Regions from separate parts of the Drosophila melanogaster genome. Here all the other regions are linked to region 1. Evidence: chromatin contacts called from public Hi-C data. All regions are on one chromosome and are shown on one strand. The core of a region is the stretch at or near the end of the contact, and the rest is flanking DNA. Distances in the headings are between cores, read along the strand shown.

Region 1 (4,974 bases), core at 1,309-3,808:
TACTTAGCCAACAAGAAGTATTACTTTAGAAACAGTATTTTCCATAGAAAAGTTCTAGGAAGATGCAAATGCTTTTAGCTCATTTAAAAAAAAAACGCGCATGGTCGTGAAAGATTCCAAATATTTGACAGAGATTAGCCTCCTATAATGTCAGCCTAATCTTGGAAAAATAATATTAAATTCTGAGGAAGCTAGAGCTCCCCGAATTCAGTCGGAGAATCCGTGTTACGCTTAGTCATCATCTTGGCGATTTGCGATTGCCAATTGCTAAACGTGACTTGTTATTGGATGCCTGGCGGCTTTTTCCGCGGTCAGCGGGCTCATTTGTGGATTTTGCATAACGGTTTTCGTCTGGCTTCCAGTCGCCTTTCTTCTTTGGATCTGCTTGGAAAATTCGTTATTGACTTTTTGGTTTGCCCCTTTTTTTTGGCTTGTTGTGTTGTGTGTGTGCTCTTGGCATTTCGTGCTGCCCTCAGCGCTTTTTCCACACAACCAAGCGCACTATACAAATTGTTAATTTTAAATGAAAATAATAATATGTAGCCGCCTGCTTCACTGAGACGCAAAAAAGGGGGCACGAGGTGGGAACGAGGAGAGAACTTTAGCCGTGGAATATAATGCTGACGTCAATCGCATTTTTCCATTTCCATTTTCTATGTCCAAAGCTGTTCATCAAGTATTTTTGTTTTGCTTTTTTTATACACATATGTATGTATATATATTTTTTTTCATCCAAGCTAATGTCTTGGCACGTGTGCACGAGCTTTGTCGTTCTTATTGCTGCTTTTGTTTCTAGGTATTATTAATGTTTTTTGTAGCGTCTGTGGTTTAAGTAGTGCAAATATTTCATTTAAAACAAGCGCGAGAAAAAAAGTGTGGGCGGGTATGAGCGACCGACGACCTCCAAACTAGACGTCTCTAAAAAGTGATATTATTGTTCTACACAGCCACGGATTGTATCGTACTCGGTTTTCAAAGCATATGCTTAATTTTAAATGCCTTTGACCCTATTTTAAGTAAATATGAGTATTTGTTGGATTATATTTCAGTACCTTGAATGAACAGGCCAAATTCGTAAAAGAAACTATGTGTATGAAATGGATCCTAGACCTTATTCATATTATAAATTGAATTACAGGTTAAATAAAGTTATTTTATTTTAAAATCAGCAATAATCCTTCTTCATAAAATAAAGTTAAAAGGCTCAATGTGCCATTTTAATCTTTGTTATAATCTTAAGTTAATAGCTAATTTGGAGTAAACCGTAAAAAATTTCAAAGCAAAGCTCAAGTCAAAGTAATTTCCAACGTGGAATACATGTACATATCTATCCAACTCCCTCGCTCCCATGGAGGCAATTGGGGTGCGTTGATAAGGAGCAATGCTCCTTCCACCTCAAAAAGTTTTTGTTGTGACTTCTCCTACGCTTATCCATTCGCCTCTCTTCATCGCCTCCTTCGCTCCTTCCGTCCTCTGTCCCTTCTTCTTCTTGGTCGTCGCATTGTTGTTGCTGTTGCGTGTTGGCGTTGGCAGACAGCATGGCGGCAGCGGCGTCGTCGTCGCATTGTTGTTGCTGCCGTAACTGTGTTGCGACTTTGGCCACACTGAAAAACATAACTGATAGAAATAAGGATTTGAAAAAAAATTACTCTTTTAGTTCACACCTACTCATTTAGTTCCACCTGAGATTTGGTGCTTCAATATTTTTTAAAACGTAAGATGGTATAATATTCTGTCTAATCTTAACGAAACGCCTGAGTTACTTGAAAGCTATAGCCTTGCGAAGGTCGATCTTTGTAGATAAAAGTTTATCATAGAGTAAACTCGGTAGAATATGATAATAGGAGCCACAACTATAGCCGTTTTTGTCGGTGCAGACAAGTTTGCACGGGCAATGGAAACTTTATGCAGATTGCAGCACCAACAACAAGGCTAGCTAACCCAACCAGCCAACCGCAAACGTCCTTTCTGATAAGGGTTGTGTCGTCGACGCGCCTCCTGCGCTGCCCGAGTGTTAATGTATTTTTGGCCACCACTGTGCCCTGGCTCGATGATGACTCATCGCCATTACGTTTCGTTGTTCGTTCACAATGCAATGTGGAACACAGAGAGCGAGATGGCGAGAGAGTGGGTGGGCGATAGGTGGTGGTGGGTGGGTGGATGGATGGATGGTTGGGTGAACGGTACAGCCGCATCGATTTTTCTGTTGGCTTCTTATTGTTGCTATTTATTGCGCCGCCAACGGCACTTCTCACCCCTCTCTTTTCCTCCGGCGCTGTTTCGTTTTGGCATATGTTCTATTTTTGTAAACATTTCGGTTCCTGTTCATGAGTCATCGATTTGGTTTTTTCTTCTTTTAGTGGGTTATCCTTGTGCGTGCGGCCTCGGCTGTTGGTGTTTTATGGTCGTTGTTGTTGTTGTGGATTTCAGGTGCGGGGCGCAGCAACAGCTGGTTAATATCGCTTCCTCTCTCGCTTGCCTGCGCTCTTTATTTTATTTGCATCTGTCGGATCAGAATCCTTGGTTCAGACTTCTTTTGACCGCTACACAGAAAGAAATCTAAGTAACAAATTTTTAAAATGGGATTAAAGCTTTAAAAAAATTTTAAAGTGTGCTTCTATTAATTGTTGCTCCTTAACTTCGCCGCTTTTATACATGCTTAAGTATTATTTTTATAAATGCTCTACCTCTCTCGCTCACTCACACCCGCGCAGCAACACATTAGTACTCAGGCACGAAGTAACGGTGGGTGGGGAGACGGACAAGAGAAAGAAGAAGCAAAAGGAGGTGGCGGCGGCGGCGGGAAAGAAGAAGCAGGGAAAAGTATACGTACAATTTTGTACTGAGTGCATGAGTCATGATTTCGCTTCTCTGTTTGTGTTTGTGAGTTTGTGTGTATTTGCCCCGGCCTTTTGCGCATTCGTTTTTGGTTTGCCGTCGTCACCTTATGCCTATTATTATTGTTTTATTTCGCCTGAATATATGCTGATCCCCTTCTTAGTGAGCTTCCTCTTCTACCGTACAACTTATGATTTCTCATTGTTCCGCTGCTTTTCGTTTTCCATTCATTATAACAGCACTTTGTGTGCGCGGGGGTGGCGGGGTGTTGGGGGATGTGGGGAAAGAGGAAGCACCGCTATTTTGAAGCAGAGCTTAAAATGAACTCAACGCCGGCAGAGGCAGCGGCAGTGGCAGCGGCACCGGCAGAGGCTCATTAGGCGACGGTAGAGTTCGAGGCCCCAATTGTTGTTGTAGTTGTAGTTGTCGGATAATGCTAATGTCATTATGCTGTGTCATTAACATGAACGATAAACCAAACCGAGCCACTTGGCCTAGAAAGCAATCAAAGCCTCAATTGTCAGGAAATTGAGCGGTATTTCAATCGGTAGTATTCGCTCTATTTTACTTGTAATGGAGATTTAAGCGTTACAAGGATTTTTCAGATATCCCAAAAAGTTAAGAACTAAAAAATTAAAGACCAATTTACTAATAACAAATGAAATTTGCATCTATTTCTGTACATATGTATGCAATGTTTTGTTTCATAAACCAAGAAAAAGAGGTAAAATCTTACTTCCTTCAAGGTATCTGACATTTTTAAACACAAGGCCATAATTATAAACAAACGTTCCGCTTAAATTGGCCAAGAATACCAGATGCTGAGGTAAATAAACATAATAGCAAGGTTTAAATTCGAAATAGAGATCTCTCACAGCAATGCTCGATCTATTATCTATTATCTATTATCTAGGGGCTTTCTAGCCGATTCCACATCCTTTCCTACGATTGCCATCCAATTTGTCAACTTATCGCCGCGATGTCTGTACTGACTGTACCCATATTATTTGCGCGCCAAGCTATCAAGTTATCAAGCCGTCAACTTTTATCTGCCAACGACGGAGAGGCCTCTTTGGCGAACTAACTTAATCTACAACGGAGCATACAAACACACATATGTACATATATAGATTTGTATATATACGGTTACAGGTTACGTTTACGGGGCATTCGAAGTACAATTACGGGTTGTGGACACACGGTCGTAGAAGCAGCTAAGCAAACTGAAAGCTGAGGCCCCTCGAGAACATTTGGCGATAGTCACATTCTATATACATACATATATACAATTGGACAGCTGATTAGATAAAACTATGAATGCATATGTTCAAATATATACCGAGAGTTTAGAAAATAGATTGTTCTAATATAAAAAGTCAATATCGTTGTCCCAAGTAACTCAGCCAAAAAGTACTCAGTATAAAATGAGAGAACCCAAAAAAAATCAAAATCCTTCGGCTAATGAGTAATCGAGAATCCGTTGGCAGACAACAAACAAAAAAGAATTAACCGAAACAACAACCAAAAACCCGAGGTGACATTTTTGTTGGCCCCCGTGCGCATAATTTCAATATTCGTCAGCCGGCTATTTTTAAAATGCAAAAATCGACCAAGCGAAAAAAAATGAAAATATTCGCACAGGAATTTCAAATTTGAAATTTGCGTTGCGGCTTCGTTCTTTTTATTGTTGTATCGAATGTATAAGGCTCTTAATCATTTTAAAAGGGAACCCGAGGCCCACACTTCCTCGTTTTTCTCTACAGAGAAAAAAATATGATTAATATACACATGAATTATTTAGAATATCACTTTTAAGATCGTAAGATGGGATCGTTATTACTTCAACGAAAAAGTCTCGTCAATGGGAGGGTATACAAAAACAACTCATTGTGTACTTATTCATCAATACCTTCCTTTTGAGACTTTTGCGCCCGCGCACTCTGTATTTTCCAAGTGTTTGATTTGCGCGCAATTTGTTTATGAAACATTCCGTTTGTTGTTATTGCCGCTGCGCATGCTCTTCGTGAATCACCCGAGGAGAGCCCTGATCCATCTACCTGCCTCCCTCACTCACTCACTCACTACCCACTATTCACCCCGACCCGACCCGCTTAAGTTGAAGGCGACTTCAAAGTG
Region 2 (4,974 bases), core at 1,741-4,240, 710 kb after region 1:
GTATCTAGGTTGGTCAAAATTACAATACAATTGTGGATCAATATATCTTAAGGTAGAGGAGAGTTACAGGTGTTGATTTGCTTTTCATAGGCAAGTTGAGTGCATTTTGCGCTGCGGCTCTGCTGCTGCTCTGCTGCGGCGGCTGCGTTGAGTTGTTGTCGTTGAGTTTTTGTTTGAATTAGTCTTTGTGATTTGGTGGGTATACGATTTATAGTAGTTGCATTATTATTATTATTAGTTAATAGGTATTATCGTGTCTCTTGAATATACTCTGTTAGCTTTTGCTGCTCTCTGCATTTATTCTTTATCAACATTTAAGGTACGTTGCACATTTTGTCCGCTTTTCGGGGGATAAACATAAACTGTACGTTATGTTGCGCTTCTAGCGTCCATTTTTGAATTACTCATAAATATTATTATATTTATAATTTTACTTATTAATTAATTTTCAAGTCTATTTGCGTATCACGTTTAAAACAATGTTCAGTTGTGAAGTATCCGTTGTTAGACATATAAAGTTCTTCTTCCTCTAATCGGGCTTTTCCTTCGCTTAAGTCCTCTTTCCATTTGGTTTTCCTTGTATTTCAGCCAGGCATCCATTGAGTGTTGTACTGGTTGCAGTTTGTCGATTGGCTGGCTGTCTCTATAAAGATTGCGCATTGAAGTTGACAGGGGAGTTTTGGAGTTTGGGGGAGATGTTCTATGTAGCGGGGAATTTTGCATCTTTTTCGCTGTGTTGATTTGTTCTCATTGTCGTTCGTTGTTGATGTTCTTTTTTGTCGGTCGGTTGTGTGAGGACAGTAGTTTGTGTGTTTTTTACTTGTATTTTGTTTGCTTTCAGTTTTCTTTTCTTGAAACAGTTTTTCTCTTCTCACCTAATAGCTTCTCAAATTGGTTTAATTGTTTTATGATACACACTTGAGATCACAAACATTACTCTTGTTTTTTTTTTTTGTTTTTGTTTAAAAAAGTTCAAATTTCCAGTTGAAATGTTTTCGCTTTTTTTGTAAAAGTTTTTTCATTTTCCATTTTTTGTTTTATGTTTTTGTTAATTTTTTTTTGTTGGTTTTATGTTCATATCGATTTTTTTTTGCAACTCATTGACGGGTTCGGGGTCCACCGGGTGTTCTTGCCATTCATGTCGGTCCTCCAGATCCATCTTCAGATCCAGCTCTAGATCCAGATCCTGTTCCTGCTTTCCTACTCCAGACACTGATCCTCCAGCACCAGTGTGGTTACGACTGCACATTGAGCAGCAACTTTAGGTTGTGCGTGTCGAAGTCATCGAGGAGATTCCGCTTCGAGCGGCCTGTCTGCATCGGCACCTGGAACTTGGGCATCGACGGCATCATCATGGGAAGCTTACCCTCCGACCTGGACAACGTCCAGTGCTGCGGTGGCTTGGGCAGCGCCGTTGGAGCTGGTGCATCAAAGCACTTGCTGCCCGCGAAATGCGTCAGTGCGGTGGGTATGAGTGGGTGCTGCTGCATCTGGTGCTGGGGCGATATCTTTCCGCCCAACGAAGGGCTCTTCCTCTGCTTGCGAGCCGATCCTCCGACGATTCCCGGCGAGAAACCTCCACCCAAAATGGTGGCTGGTGACTGCCGAACCTGCATAGCTCCCTGGGGCGAACGTCCTCCTCCGTTCCTTCGGTTGTTGTTGGCAAAGAAGAAGCCTCCACCGCCTACAGAGGATCCCTGCTGCTGCTGCGGCGACTGGCGCTGCTGCTGCGACTGCTGATACTTGTTCTTGGATCCGGTCGACTGGGACTGCAGTTGCCGTTGCCTCTGGTTCGGGGGCGTGGCAAGAGCGGATAGACCCAGGCCAAAACCGAGACTCGTGGGCGAGGAGCTCAGGAATTGGGCGTTATTTGTACTGCTGGCAATACTGTTGGAATGTGCAGTTACCAAGGGCGTTGCTGGTGCGGATGCGGATACGGATGTGGGGGAGACGGGTGCGGATGTGGGCGAGGGGGTGGATGAGTTGGATGCGGAGGTCGCTGATGCTGCTCCCTTTTTTAATCGTATGGACTTGGTGGCCGATGCGGTTGTCATTCTGATGTTGTTTCTAACGCTATTGTGCGAGTATGTCATAGTAATTTCGTCGCTTTCCGATCTCTGGATCGATATCTCTCTCTCTCCGATCTCCTCTTCTCTTTCTCTTATTAAAATTTCTGCTGTTTTCCCTTTTTGTTTTTGGTTAATTCGCTAAATTAATGCTTAACGTTAAATATCACACGCACTTAAATCAATTCTTTATAAATCGAAACCAAACGCCTTCTGATTCTGATTCTGATTCTGCTTCTGCTGCTATTGCTATTGAGATGTTGATCTAGCTGCGCCGCTCTATTTTCTTTGGTAGCTGATAGTCGCCGAAGTTGAGATGACCTCCAAAATGGAAACGAAAAGGGCGACGGGCGGCTGAGCACGTAGCTGCTTTTCCACTTCTCCTTTATGTTTTATGTACAGCTGTTGTTTACTTTACTTTTAGTTTTACTTGTAACGTTATGTATTGTTTATCAGTCTGTTGATTTATTTTTTTTTTACTCCGGTTAAGCTATCCTTAGCTATAATTTCGCAAACTCTCTGTTCTTCGCTGATTTAACTGCTGCTTTCGCATTCCAAGCCGTGCTGATCCTGTTTTTTGGAGAAGAGCGAAAGAAACCATTGAAAATTCGAAACGATACATATTGGCTTATGTTAACAGGAAAATAGTTGAAGTCTTATTTCTTATGAAACTATTTATGAAATCAGCATCAACCGCATTAATTACAATGCAGTTTATTGAAATACATTCTTACGTTAAAAGGTCTATATTTAAATTTAGGTTGAGTAAGAAAGATAATATGTACATATACACATGGAAAAAACGTCAGTATACGACAGAATACCTTTTTTACCTCAGTACGAAATGTAACGTTCCAAAGGTAAAACAAAACAGTTCTATTTCGATGGCCGCGTGTGTGTGTGTATAATAAGAAACGGGAACCCGAAAAGGGGAAATAAGACATGTAACGATTACATTTCCAGGTAGCAACAACCTGTAACGTAGTGCTAACTACGTAACGGCTGCATTATCGTTTTAGCGTGTGACTGTGTGTAGACTGTGTGTGCTATTTACGTCAACAAAAGGTGTTTGTTTGGCTATTCAAGCAAACTTGGGACGTCAGAGGGACGACCCCACATGTATATATAAAGATACATATGTACATTTATTTTGCGAGAATACCTGAATTAATGAATCAACACACACACGCGCATACATACACACGCAGCGATTACTAACACAATTGCGACTTACTTTTTTGCCGTAGACCTCACACCAACGAGTGTGCTTGCGTGCGTGTGTGTGTCGCAGTTTTCTCAGCCACTTCGTTATACAGATTTCGATATTTCGACAAGCGTTATATACAAAATGGGTTGAGTTTGGGTTAAAAGTTGCCTTGATTTGGATGTTTCACTTTAAAATGTTGCGGAAATTGGTTTGTTTTGCGTTTTTTTTTTTGCTCTTTTCTTCGGATTTTATTTGGGGTTATATGTGGATGTGTTCGCAGCTGTGTATATATATGTGTGTGTGTGTGTTTTGTAAAATCACTTTCAAAATGGCGACGGGCTGGCTTCGTATTTATATATTTATATATATATATATAGATGTAATTCCGCTTAAAGCTTTCTCTTCACTTACAGACAAAGGCTCAAAAAAATCACACTTTCAACTGATTCTGATTCGGATTTTGTTAAACTCTTATGTACACCACCGTCTATTGCGCAGCGTTTATTTCGAATTTGATTTCCGTTATTTGCGCTCGCCAAGTACTCCACTTTAGTGTGTGCTCTTCTGTAGCCTCACTCGTTGTACTTCGACGCGTATTAAAATATTAAACTTTACACAAATATTTGATTTATGTCACTTAACTTAGAACATTTACAATATGCGTTACATATATATTTATTTTTGTAGCAGAAATTTTAATCGATATCTTTATCTTCTTCGCTTATGCTTGTTCTTTGCGCATCGGTACGCTTGCCTCGAATTTTCCACCATGACTCACACAAGCGCACGACTGCGCGGACTTTTATATGCCCGCAGCGGCATTGCCAAGCCTAAAAAATAAATTTCCCTCTTTATGTATACATCGAAATATGTTTAGGCAACTCTGGGTTCGAGACACGGGTGAATCAGTGGATACTCAAGCCGGAAAAGCTGGAGGCCTGTTCAGACATGCGGCGACCGCGGTTAGTAAATTAGTAATTATTTTTTATGACCAACCTATTGTTTTTACTCAAAATAGTCAATGTTGTGGATTCGGGACTTGCACGTGAAACAAATGTTCAATATTGGTAAAACAAATTAAATCTACCTGTTTTTGATTACTACCTACCTACTAGAGTTGTTACATCTGCCGTTATAAGAAAACAAAGTACGCGGCAATTTGAAATTGAATATAATACGACAGCTGGCATTTTGGAATGGATTTCGGCCTAAATCCGGATTATAGTTATCTTATGTAAATAAATATTCAATTTGTTTTAGTTTGGCGCATAAGCGGTTGTTTTTGTATATCATTATATGAATAGTTAATAAAAATTGTGCATGTAAATTCAATAGATTAAGTGCACGTAAAATGAGAGCATTACGTTTGCAATTAAAAATTAAGCCATTAAACACGAAATTGAATCAATTAAAGAATGTCATCTTCTCCATATTCGGATTACTGTCTTAATTTTAATGGTTGAAGCTCAAATTGAATTCAACGCCCTTGCTATTTTTGTGTTTTTGGCAAATAAATTAGTGTTACACAATCTTTTTAAAAGAGAAGATAAATGTGATATTACATTTTATTGAACAGGATCAGTTGCACATATCTTTTGAAATCAGCCGAAGTAGCTGAATAACACAAGTAATTACCTTATACAAATTCAATGCATCAAGAAATCTGACACAATGGGGTATAGTGGGATGCCCCGTCAAGAG
Region 3 (4,974 bases), core at 750-3,249, 540 kb after region 1:
TAAGTGATCCTGATCCATGACGACTATCGCCGGATATCGATTGTACCCGATAGAGTATTAAAAGTATAATATGTAAAAAAGTAAATGCATGTACTAGAGTTTTAACGAAAATTCAATTTGGGAGTAAGTCTGGCCATTTTGAAGGAAAACTCATGCGATATATAGTTACTACGGCAAGCATCAATAATTTTCTTTTTTTTCTGTGTAGCAAATGAACCCCTTCTATTCACAACCATGCCGAAGAGAATCGATAGTCCTCCAGTGTCACCTCTAATGGTTGAGTCAGTTTGTTATGGCCAGCTAAAAATTAGAAATTTCGTTCTCTAAACGCTGATTTGGCCACCCGAGGCAACCATGAAGGGCGGCACCTTTCGCAACACGCAGTGGGATCCCACGCTGCTGTCCTCACAGATTGTGTCCATGCAGTTCTGCGTGTACTTCACCCTTGGCCTACTCGTCTTCGTGGCCAACAAGTTGTCCGGGGACAACTATAGTCTGGATCACTTGTTCGAATACCATGTATGCCATATGCTATATACCATATATCATGGAAACCCCTCTCCTTACTTTGATTTAATGTTGCTTAAAGGAGATCCACATCTACGACATGGGTGGCCGCCTGGTGATCTGCGCATTTGTTTTAAATGCGTTCTTAGCCTCCCTGGCACTGTGGTGCATTGTGAGAAGAGCCAAGCTCTGTCTGGACTTTAGGTGGGCTTATAGCTAGTGCACACACTTAATCTTTTGCTTTTACAACTCATGCTTCCCTTTCATGGCAGTTGCACCTTCCACGTGCTGCATTTGCTGATCTGCTGGTGGTACAACCGCTCCTTTCCCGCGAACGCATCGTGGTGGCTACTGAATGTCATCACCGGCACAATAATGTGCATAGGCGGCGAGTTTCTCTGCCTGCAGACCGAGATGAAGGAGATCCCAGTGGGCTATGCGGCCCTCAATCAAAAGTCGGACGTCTGACTCGAAGCCACCAACTTGTGATGCCTGCTACCCCCCCAACCAAGCCACCCAAAGCAGCTTCTGTGTACATGTAATTTATTGTTAAACTAGCGTAAGATTACATAGCATATAAACACTATATTGTACTTCTACTTTCAATGTAATATCTGGTAAACGAAGGGCGGTCTCTGCCGAAGCTTAAGTTCCTCAGGTACTGCTGACGGCGGCAGGGAGTACTTTATTCCAGATCCACTGTAGTTCGATATCATTGACCATAGTGACTCCTCGCGCGGCACAAACATCCAGTAGCTGAAGGCCAGCATAAAAGTACCGATCAGCGATGCCAGTAGAAGCAACATCCAGCACGGACCATGATGTGGCTTCTGCATCCTCGTCGTGTTTATATGTTGACAGTCTGAAATTGACACAGCTGAGATCCGCGAATACAACTGGGAGTGCACTGAAAATTTCCGCCGGACTGCCGAAAATAATAATAAAACGGGGTGTGGCCTAGTCAAGCGCCCACGCTGTTTATTATTTCAAAATCCAGCGATCAAGAAGCGTAGAGCTTTGCTGTTCAAGCAAATTTATCTGGCAAACAAACAACGACAAATCGACAAGCTCCCCTCTTTAGAAAACATCAGAGCAAACTAATCAACTTGCCCTATCTAATCTAATTAGCAAACGGGTAGGCATCGCCACGATCGTCACATCCTCGGCACTATTTGATGCATTTCCTACTTACATTCTCGCTCCCCACGTTTCGAACATTCAATTATACTGATTGCTTAAATGTGCATAATTGAAGCTTTGCCGCTGGGAAACCGGCGACAAAGCTCTCATCTGAGAAGCTCCTAAAGGTTACTAACCTATCCTATGGATATTCCACTCCTTAATTATTTTGATAATATGGCCAGCAGCTCGTCGCGGTTGAAAATCCAATGATCTCTTACATCGAAACGTATTGGTTCGAAAAGCGTACTGAACTAAAACCAAAGAACAGGCAACTTGCCAATTCTTATCAATGGAGCTAACTCAAAAAGTGATATCAGTAAGTAAATAAATCTTAATTGAACATATTTATGAAAAGATAATAGGGCGCCAAGGAATTAGTAAACGTTGGTGCTTTACAGCGTTATCGGACACGATCTGCCAATCCCAAAAAAATCACCTGTTACACCAAATGCAGAAAAAATTAAAAACAACCATGCGAGTTCTTTTTCTCATTTGCTAAATTATTAAGCTTTAGTTTAGCAAACTTGTTTTTTTTTTGTTTTAATTACTTGTTTGTGTTGGTTTCTTGTTTCATATAGTACATTCTATCTCGATCTATATATTTAATAATATATATACCATTACTATTTTTATGTTTTCTTCGTTTAAAATCATCAATTGAAGTTCAAGGATTTGCGCTTTCATCGTTTCGATCCGACATTGACAATATTTATGTCTAGATATATATATATATATATATAAGAATACATATATATATATATATATATATGTATATTAAGAGTTCCAAGAAAAATGATGTGTGAGAATTGTAACTTATGGACAAAAATTCAAAAATTTTATCATTTGCTTAAATATTCTTAATATTTGTGGTTGTTTAGCATATTTTAAATATGTATGTGTTTGCTTGCATATCCTTCAACTACGCGCATCGAATTCATAAAATATAATGATGGGTGAGATGGAAATGGAGGGCGGCTTGGGCTGGCTATACATGAATGTAATATACTTTCGCGATGGACTTGCACAGTTTATTATTAACGCTTGCTCCTGGTTTTTGAGGTTGTGAGAGAGGAGTGAATTGCTAAACGAGGGTGGGGTGGAGGGTGCATCTGTGTATCTTTTCTGTATTTTCGTGATTTGTGTTGCGCTGCGCACAGACAGTTTCTCTTTCACATTTGCTGTTCCTATATAGTATACGTGTGTACACATATATAGTTGTTATCGACTTTGTTTTACTCCGTTTGGTTATTTGCGAAAGTGGCTACGATGCGACTGCTGATGCTGCTGCTGCTGCTGGCCCAGGTCCTTTGCCTGAAGCTGAGGCCTTGCTCATTGAGCCCACCAGTCGGGTGCGTTCGAAGAGTGCGAGGCACTGCCGCCGCCGTAGGAGCCGCCATAGGAGCCACCACCGGCGCCGCCGCCATAGTATCCACCGCCGCCCGAATTGCCGCCTGTAAAGGAAATCCACTGTTAAGTTTCTGCCTTTAAACTGATTACTGCTGATGGATGATTCCACACTCACCAAACTTACCGTACGAGTTTCCATTGCTGCGGTAACTGCCGCCGCCGCCTCCTGATCCGGAACCACCGCTACGTGGTGGCGGTCCACTGCGTCCGCCACCGCCGCCGCCAGAGCTTTGACGGTAATCCCTGGAGCCGAAGCCGCCACCATAACGTCCACCACCGCCTCGTCCAGCCCGCTTGGCTCCGCCATGTCCGCGATCCGAACTCATATCCTCCATGAAACTGGGGATCTCCTGCTTCGTTTCGATCAGCAGCTCCAAGAGATCGGAGCAAATGTTGCGGTTCTTTTCGTTGAAAAAGGAGGTGGCCACACCAAGATTACCCATACGTCCGGTACGCCCGATACGGTGGACATACTCCTCCACATCCGAGGGCAGGTCAAAGTTAATAACGTGCTTAACGTGCGGAATGTCCAGGCCACGAGCGGCCACGGCTGTGGCCACCAGGATGGGGCAGTCGCCCGATCGGAAGCAGCGCAGTGCCTCCTCGCGCTCCTTCTGCGTGCGATCACCGTGGATGCTAGTGACGGGATGATTGCACTGGTACAGGAACTCCTCCAGCGAGTCTGCACCCTTCTTAGTCTCCACAAAGATCAGTGTTAGGCTGTCTTTGGTGTATTCGGGGCCATCGCGGATAGACGAGAGCAGATCCAGCAGATACGAGCGCTTGTCGGGTTCATAGACCCACAGGATTGTCTGCGTAATGTTCTCAGATGTGGAGCCCACACGACCAACGGCCAAGAAAATGTAGTTGCTGAGGAAATCGCTGGCTAACTCCTGGATCTGCTTGGGGAATGTGGCCGAGAACATAAGCGTCTGGCGCTGTCCGGTTGGCGGCATGTTTAGCTGTTCGACGATGCGACGGATCTGCGGCTCGAAACCCATGTCCAACATACGATCAGCCTCATCCAGTACAAGGAATCGAATGTTCTCCAGTCCCACCTTTCCGCGTGTGATCATGTCCTCTAGGCGACCGGGTGTGGCCACAATCAGATGGCAACCGCGGTCCAGCTCGCGCATCTGCTCGCTAGTATTGTTTCCGCCGTACAGCACTGCCGGGCGCATCCGGGAGCGATAGGCGAACTTCTTGGCCTCCTCAAAGATCTGGGTGGCCAGTTCGCGGGTCGGCGCCAGCACCAGACCCAACGGATACTGCTTGCGCCGGCTGTACTGCCGGGTGCTTTGCGGCGGGGGCACATGTCCCAGCTCGTACATCTGGTTGAGAATCGGCACCAGGAAGGCGGCCGTCTTGCCGGATCCAGTCTGGGCGCAGGCCATTAGATCCCGGCCATTGATAATGATCGGAATGGCGTGCTTCTGCACCGGTGTCGGTTTGTCATAACGTGCTAAGGCCACGTTGTTGCGGATAATCTCCGTCAGCTGCACATCATCGAACGATGTGATGTTCGGGGGCACATTCTGGCCCGTCGCCTCCACGGGTATATCCTCGTATTTGTCAAAATTGATTCCCGTATTGCCCACGCCGAACAGCTCCACCTCCAGGCGCTCATCTCGGGCGCCCAGCTTTGTGTAGTCGACGTTTGAGCCGCCGCCCTCCTTCCAGCGGCTGTTGTAACCGCCGCCTCCGCGCTCGCCGCGATTGTTGTAGCTTCTGTTGCCGCCGGCAGACTGTCCGCCCTCGCTGCCATCGAATCCGGCAGGACGTTCTGGCTCCTGCCAACGATCGTTGCGCGGCTGCTGCTGCTGCTGTGCCTGGCCATCCTCGGCAGTCTGCTCGTTGAGGTTGCTACCGCTTCCGCCG

What was found. Hi-C and Micro-C count contacts between places; a contact is called where the count stands out from the background.
Region 2: a contact with region 1 is called in a Hi-C map of the Kc167 cell line, with 3 times the contacts expected there. The contact joins the promoter of lncRNA:CR43130 here to the promoter of lncRNA:CR44331 in region 1. A contact is called at or near these places in 1 of 1 datasets of contacts at CTCF or cohesin (the Kc167 cell line), 14 of 107 Hi-C or Micro-C datasets (the Kc167 cell line, the S2 cell line, cellular blastoderm embryo and 3 more) and 1 of 6 datasets of contacts at active chromatin or transcription factors (the Kc167 cell line).
Region 3: a Hi-C map of the Kc167 cell line shows a contact between it and region 1, with 2.4 times the contacts expected there. The contact joins the promoter of CG42489 here to the promoter of lncRNA:CR44331 in region 1. A contact is called at or near these places in 12 of 107 Hi-C or Micro-C datasets (the Kc167 cell line, the OSC cell line, cellular blastoderm embryo and 4 more).

The regions. Positions count from the first base shown.
Region 1 is chr3R:8,111,445-8,116,418 of dm6, forward strand. lncRNA:CR44331 (long non-coding RNA:CR44331) reads right to left here and starts at 2,559. Exons shown (of 2, transcript NR_125107.1): 1 at 1,665-2,559; 2 at 1,255-1,604. The region is part of intron 3 of puc (puckered); the gene reads left to right.
Region 2 is chr3R:8,816,628-8,821,601 of dm6, forward strand. It overlaps lncRNA:CR43130 (long non-coding RNA:CR43130), which reads left to right and starts at 2,991. Exons shown (of 3, transcript NR_125119.1): 1 at 2,991-3,010; 2 at 4,151-4,235; 3 at 4,292-4,471. It overlaps aqz (aaquetzalli), which reads right to left and starts at 4,055. Exons shown (of 2, transcript NM_001275461.2): 1 at 3,685-4,055; 2 at 1-2,636. The coding sequence starts at 2,093. The coding sequence ends at 1,236.
Region 3 is chr3R:8,652,767-8,657,740 of dm6, forward strand. It overlaps CG42489, which reads right to left and starts at 2,000. Exons shown (of 2, transcript NM_001202264.2): 1 at 1,824-2,000; 2 at 1,036-1,369. The coding sequence starts at 1,343. The coding sequence ends at 1,110. It overlaps Sys1 (Sys1 golgi trafficking protein), which reads left to right and starts at 55. Exons shown (of 4, transcript NM_001275448.1): 1 at 55-123; 2 at 209-519; 3 at 593-711; 4 at 780-1,081. The coding sequence starts at 355. The coding sequence ends at 975. bel (belle) reads right to left here. Exons shown (of 4, transcript NM_001275450.1): 3 at 3,212-4,974; 4 at 2,209-3,140. The coding sequence ends at 3,019. It overlaps Dhod (Dihydroorotate dehydrogenase), which reads right to left and starts at 150. Exons shown (of 2, transcript NM_134311.3): 1 at 1-150. The coding sequence starts at 18.